Linked DNA regions of Sus scrofa: region 2 is linked to region 1. The links are chromatin contacts, called in public HiChIP or PLAC-seq maps. All regions are on one chromosome and are shown on one strand. Each heading gives the region's core, a stretch centred on a gene start, on an enhancer-like site or on the middle of the called end of the contact. The rest is flanking DNA. Distances are from core to core; before and after follow the strand shown. Region 1 holds the start of SLC4A7 (sodium bicarbonate cotransporter 3). Region 2 holds the start of CMC1 (COX assembly mitochondrial protein homolog).

The links. HiChIP or PLAC-seq counts read pairs in DNA pulled down with a chosen protein or histone mark.
Region 2: an H3K27ac HiChIP or PLAC-seq map of alveolar macrophages shows a contact between it and region 1. The contact joins the promoter of CMC1 here to the promoter of SLC4A7 in region 1. A contact is called at or near these places in 1 of 5 promoter capture datasets (fetal liver), 1 of 47 Hi-C or Micro-C datasets (subcutaneous adipose tissue) and 1 of 2 datasets of contacts at active chromatin or transcription factors (alveolar macrophages).

The regions. Positions count from the first base shown.
Region 1 is chr13:14,041,804-14,044,503 of Sscrofa11.1, reverse strand. SLC4A7 (sodium bicarbonate cotransporter 3) reads left to right here and starts at 1,396. Exons shown (of 26, transcript XM_021071464.1): 1 at 1,396-1,713. The coding sequence starts at 1,666. LOC102163580 (a long non-coding RNA gene) reads right to left here and starts at 1,233. Exons shown (of 4, transcript XR_001300094.2): 1 at 539-1,233.
Region 2 is chr13:14,680,775-14,683,562 of Sscrofa11.1, reverse strand. It overlaps CMC1 (COX assembly mitochondrial protein homolog), which reads right to left and starts at 1,339. Exons shown (of 7, transcript XR_002338179.1): 1 at 1,118-1,339.

The DNA of each region.
Region 1 (2,700 bases), core at 147-2,646:
GGTGCAATGGAAAGCGCAGTTCCACTAACTAGGATTTAAAACCAATTATCTCCCTGTGCCTCAGCTTCTTTATCCCTAAAATGGGGATAACAGAACATATATTGTAGTGGGAGGATTAGAGATGGAGTTTGCATTAATGTACAGTGTCAGATTGTAGTTTAAATGGTAGCACATGTGCTCTTTATACAATAAAAAAATAACGTGTGCCTAGAAGTAACTCTGGGAAATTTAGAAAAAAGAAGACTAAGACCCAAAACTGGAAGGAGTCATTCATCAAACTTACCTTTTTTTTTTTTTTTTGGTTTTTCTGGGACTGCACCTGCGGCATATGGAGGTTCGCAGGCTAGGAGTCTAATCCGAGCTGTAGCCGCCGGAACCACAGCAACGCCAGATCCCAGACGCCTCTGCGACCTACACCACAGCTCAGACAACGCTGGATCCTTAACCCACTGAGTAAGGCCAGGGATCGAGCTGCAACTTCATGGTTCCTAGTCGGATTCGTTAACCACTGAGCCATGAGGGGAACTCCCAAACTTACCTATTTCTGACTTTAGAAATATCCTATTTGAGATGGATGGAATAAACTCTCCAGACCTGCTGTAATAGAAAGTTTCCTTCCACAGAGCTGACTTAACTCCTCTTCACTAACCCTTTTGTTCTTTTGTAAACACCCAAGATAACTTAGTCAACAATGATGCCTAGTTAACAAGCAGGCACTTTTCCGAGTCATGCACGTTTCCTGATAGCAATTCACTCAATCCTCCAATGACCTTCGTGGCAGGCACCATCACCACCTCCAGTTAGAGCTGTGGATACCGGAGAAGTACCTTAAGAGGTGGACGAGTGTGGGCGCCGCCGTGGCACACGAGGACACCTGGCCGGGAGTGCTCCCCTTTTCACTGGCCCCGAGTTGGGCTTCTTGCCTGCAGGGCTGAGAGAAAAAGAACTTGCAGCAATCCTGAAGACCGTTAGTTCCTCTGGGGCTCCCTCGAGCATCCTTGAAACGGGTGGCTGCCTTCTTTCCTCTTGCCACTAAAGAACGTGGTTAGGAGCTGGGCGCGGTGGTGACCCTCACCCAACTTACGACTAGAAAAACGAGTCAGACACTTATTTTTGGTCACTTACGATTTTACCAAGGGGGGCCAGCCTCCTGAGAAGGCGGCGTGGCGGGAAGGTGAGTATGGAACCCCGAGGGCTTCCGATTGGCTGGGACGGGCGCCCTCCCGCCCCCTCCCGCCCCCTTCCGCCCCCTTCCCGCACCGACTCGGGGCGGTGGGGCCCGGGGGCCCACCCGCGCATTTAGGAGGCCCGCGGGGCTGTCGGGCAGGGGGCGGGGCGCAAGGGGCGGGTGGTGGGCGGTGGGCGGGGCGGGTGTGTCGTCACGGCTCGGCCCCGCCCCCGGCCTCCGCGGCACCCTCTTCCCCGCCTCGGCCTCCTGCTCGCTCAGTGCTTGCTCCACGTTCCACGCCGCGGCCTCCGGCCCCGCAAGAGGCAGACCCGGGACCGCCGCGTACGCGCCCCTCTCGCGCGCACGGTTCTCCCCACGCGCGCGCCCTGCGCACGGACGCACGTTCGTTTCCCCTCGCGCGCCTGGCTCTCGGCGGCGGCAGCGAGCGGATCGTACGCGGCACGGCGGAGCGGCTGCGGCGGGCTGGAGGGCCGACTATGGAGGCGGACGGGGCAGGCGAGCAGATGAGACCACTCCTCACCCGGGTAACGAGCTGGGCGCGGACGCAGCGGGCGACGGGCTCCTCGGCCGGGCACGGGGCGCGGCGGACAAAGGCGGGGACGCGGTGAGCCGGCCACTGGTCCCGGCTCGGCCCCCCAGCCGCCGGCGGCCGGCGCGCCAGGCAGCCCCTTTGTGTGTGGCCGTCAGGGACGAGGGGCGGCGGCGCCGGGGAGGCCCGCGTGTGGCGGCGGTGCGTCCGGGGCTCTCGGCTTCCGGGGAACCCGGGGGTCCGCCGCTCAACAGCCCGCCCGCGCCGGTCTCTGTCTGGCCCACTGCCCCGGGATCTCCGCTCCGGTGGCCTTGGCGCTGGAGCTGAGGCCGGCCCTTCTCTCAATGGGCAGGAGCGCGACTCCACCTGTGTAGCCCCAGGCAGCGGCGCGGAGCTGGGTGAACCTTTCCCATCTTTTCTGTCCCCCATCCGGCCCCCGTGCGCTTTGTTCCGGGACTCCTCTGGCCTCGTGGACGCCGCCTGCCTTTGCGGCCAAGGCTGCCCCTCGCTGCAGACTGCCTGGGCCGCCGCCTCTTCGGGCGAGAACCGGAGGAGTGTCCTCCTGCCGCAGGCCAAGTAGAAAGAGGAAGGTGTCCCGAGCCCCGCGCGCTGTGCCTTTCAGCGGCCCAGGCTGGCCTTGGCCTCACGGTTGGAGGGGTGTGGTGGTGGGCTTTTTCAAAAGGTCGGTCTTCGCGTTTGTGATGCTGGACGCGGGGCCCAGGCTTGAGAAACTGACTTCCTGCTTTCACGTGGGATGCATAGGTCCCCCCAGGTCTCTCCTTCCTTCATAGTCCGTGACTCAAAAGAGCATAGAAGTGTTAGAAATTTTCCTCTTTCCAGCCCTTACTTTGTAACCAGCAAAGGAAGGAAGGTTGCAGTGAAAATTTTCCAGTCTTTCACAACTAACAGGGAAATTGTTTTTAACGTGTTTTTATTCAAGAATTTCACTTATTCCCCACTCTCACCCCGCCCCCGTCCTTTT
Region 2 (2,788 bases), core at 90-2,589, 640 kb before region 1:
CGTGCAGCATCTAGGTTCTGTGTACGTTCCCAACATCTCTCCTTATGGATCTCCTCCACTCTGATAGAAATGATTCAATCACATCGTTTAAGCATTTGCACCTCGGCCCAGCTGTATGCTTTTCCATTACCTCTACAGGACTGCTTCCCATAGTCCTTCAGATTCCAATTCACTTGACACTTCCTCCTAGAGTTCTTCACTGACCATTCCACCTTAAGTCGTCCTTTCTTAACCATTTCTTGACCATCTACCTATGTCACTGCTTATTTTCTTCATAATGTTTATCACAATCTATAAAAGTACTGTGGGTGGTCTTCTTTCTTCTACAACTAGAATACAAGCTCTAGATAGAGCAGGGATCCTTTGCCCTATATACCAGACTCCTAGGGCCTAGAACAGGAAGGACATACCGTGTGCACGCAACAAGTATCTGTTTCATCCATAAGGACGTAAAGGCGGCATGGTCTACCACCCAGACGGGAAATGCACTGAAATGGACTGAGTTCTATGCAGACTCTGCCGCACCAGCAATCAGCCACGAGCCTCGTCAGCTACACGATTATCTCCTTCTCCTTGAGCTCACTAAAGTGATTGTCATTTCTGAGTCTCCAAATGTTTGAGGTCATTCCTCCTCCCACTGGCTGGACTTTTCACATCCAGAGTGAAGGGAATGATCTAAAGCTAATCACCATTCCCTCTAGACACGCAGCTCTGGGTACCCTCTAAACTGAGATGCCGAGGGGCAGACAACACGGATACAAACTGCCCTAGGGGTACGCACGAAAGTCAAACTCACAAAGAGCGGGGCTTGGGGGGCGTTTTCCAAACAAGCTGGCACTCGCTCCGATCAATGATGTTAGGTTGGACTACAGATACTTGAAATGGGCGAAAAGAGGACAGGTGTCCAGAAGAAAACTATCTGCAAGCTACAATCGGAAAAGAGGATCGACGCCAAACAGCGCCGCTCCCCGAACCATAGCCCTAGGGCCGCGGAGCCAGGCGCCCGGGCGCGGCGGGGCGGGGCCGCCGGGGCGCCGCGCCTCCCCCAGCTCGACCCCCGCCCCCAGCCCGCCACACGCCAGCCGCGGCTCGGCAACCCCCGCCTCCCACCCCGTACCTGCGGGGTCGTGCGCCATCTCTGCGCGGGAGGAGGCGCCCAAGCGGCCAAAGCACTGGCAGTGTGGGGCGGAGCCCGGGCACACGTGCAGTGAAGCAACCCGCGGCGGGAGGAGGAGCCTTACGCCAAGGGAAACTGCCGCTTGCTTACTTCCCAGTAACTACTTCCGCCGCTCATTGCGCCTGCACCGTCCTGACACCACCCACAACCCGGTAACCAGAGTGGGCGGACTTCACCGAGCGATAGCCCTGGGAGGGGGCGTGGCCGTCTTGGAAGGCGCAGGCGCGCTCGGGGCCTGAGGACTCGCGCTTCTCTGGGTGGCTCCGTACAAGTTTAAGCCCCTCCCTCCAAGCCTGCCTCCGAACCGAACGAACCTGCCGGCTCCTTCATTTTTCCTCTTTAAAGTTCATTCATTCATAAGTATGTATTTCATGCCTGCTAGGTTCCAGCCACGGTTCTGAATACAAGGAGGAAATAACTGGGTAAAAGTAAGGTCCCTAAGTCTCCAGACGCACAGTGTTGGTGAGGGACCCAGAAATAAGCAATACGCCCTGACGACTTGTGCAGCAAGCACCCGTGTACTGAGTGCTGCATCCTTACTTCTCTCCGGATCGAAGCCTGCGCCTTCCCTGGAGGTTACACTTAGAAAGTGAGCGCTAGGATACCTCTGTCTGGTGAAATAACATCTTCATGACGTGTAGTCCCATTTGGGTGATGCTGCAAATCCCCACTCGGTCCATCAAAGCTGTATATGCGAGCAAAATGAAGGAAGCGATAGACATCCTCCTCAAGAGCCCCAACTGCCCTCTTCCCAGTAGAAGAAACTTTCTGGGTAGTAAGTAAGCTCATATCCACTCACCAGCCAGCCTCCAGAAATGCTCCCTTGTCACATCCACGTTGAGCTAGCCCGAGCCTCTGGAGGGTCAGGTGCGCAAGGGCACAGATGGGACAGATGTTAGAAAAACAAGGAGCAGCTGCTGCTTCGCAGTTAGGGCTTTGAGGCTTTCAAAGTGATCCCGTCCCCACCTACCTGCAGGCCCTCCTCCCCTGCTGCTGCTTCCTCCTGGTCAGTTGGCAGAGAAGCTGACGCTGCGGAGCAGGGCTGGGAAAGTGGGTCTCTGCTCAGCAGGTCTTCCGTTTAAGGGCCTATTTGGGCATAACGGCCCTTATTACAGCTGTAGGATGAGGCGCCAAGATGGAATTAATGTTTCACTCAGCCAGGCAGGAAATCAGGTCCTGTTCCCTGTATGTTTTATAAATGTGTTTAGAAACACACCAGATTCATTCTGGAGGCAAAAGATTTAATCTAGAAAGTAAATCTTTTTGAGGTGATGAGGTGAGGTATAAGAACACGTCATACACACACAAGTAATTAAACTCAATCTTCCTCATCAAAAGGGCAACATGGGAAATGCAGAAACTTGCAGAGACCTAGGCACCTCCACTTAAATCTTGCTTCATGACCTATTAGCTTTCTAACTTGGATAAGCTTCAATGTTTCTCTGGACTTTCATTTCTAATTCATGAGGTTGTTGTGAGAAATAAATGCAATATTATCTAACACTGTTTCAGGACTGCCTCCACAGTGTTGCCATGAATGACTATCACTTGAAAACCATTGTTATTTGATGTTTTTTATAAATCAACTCAAACTTAAATGGGCGTTCTCTA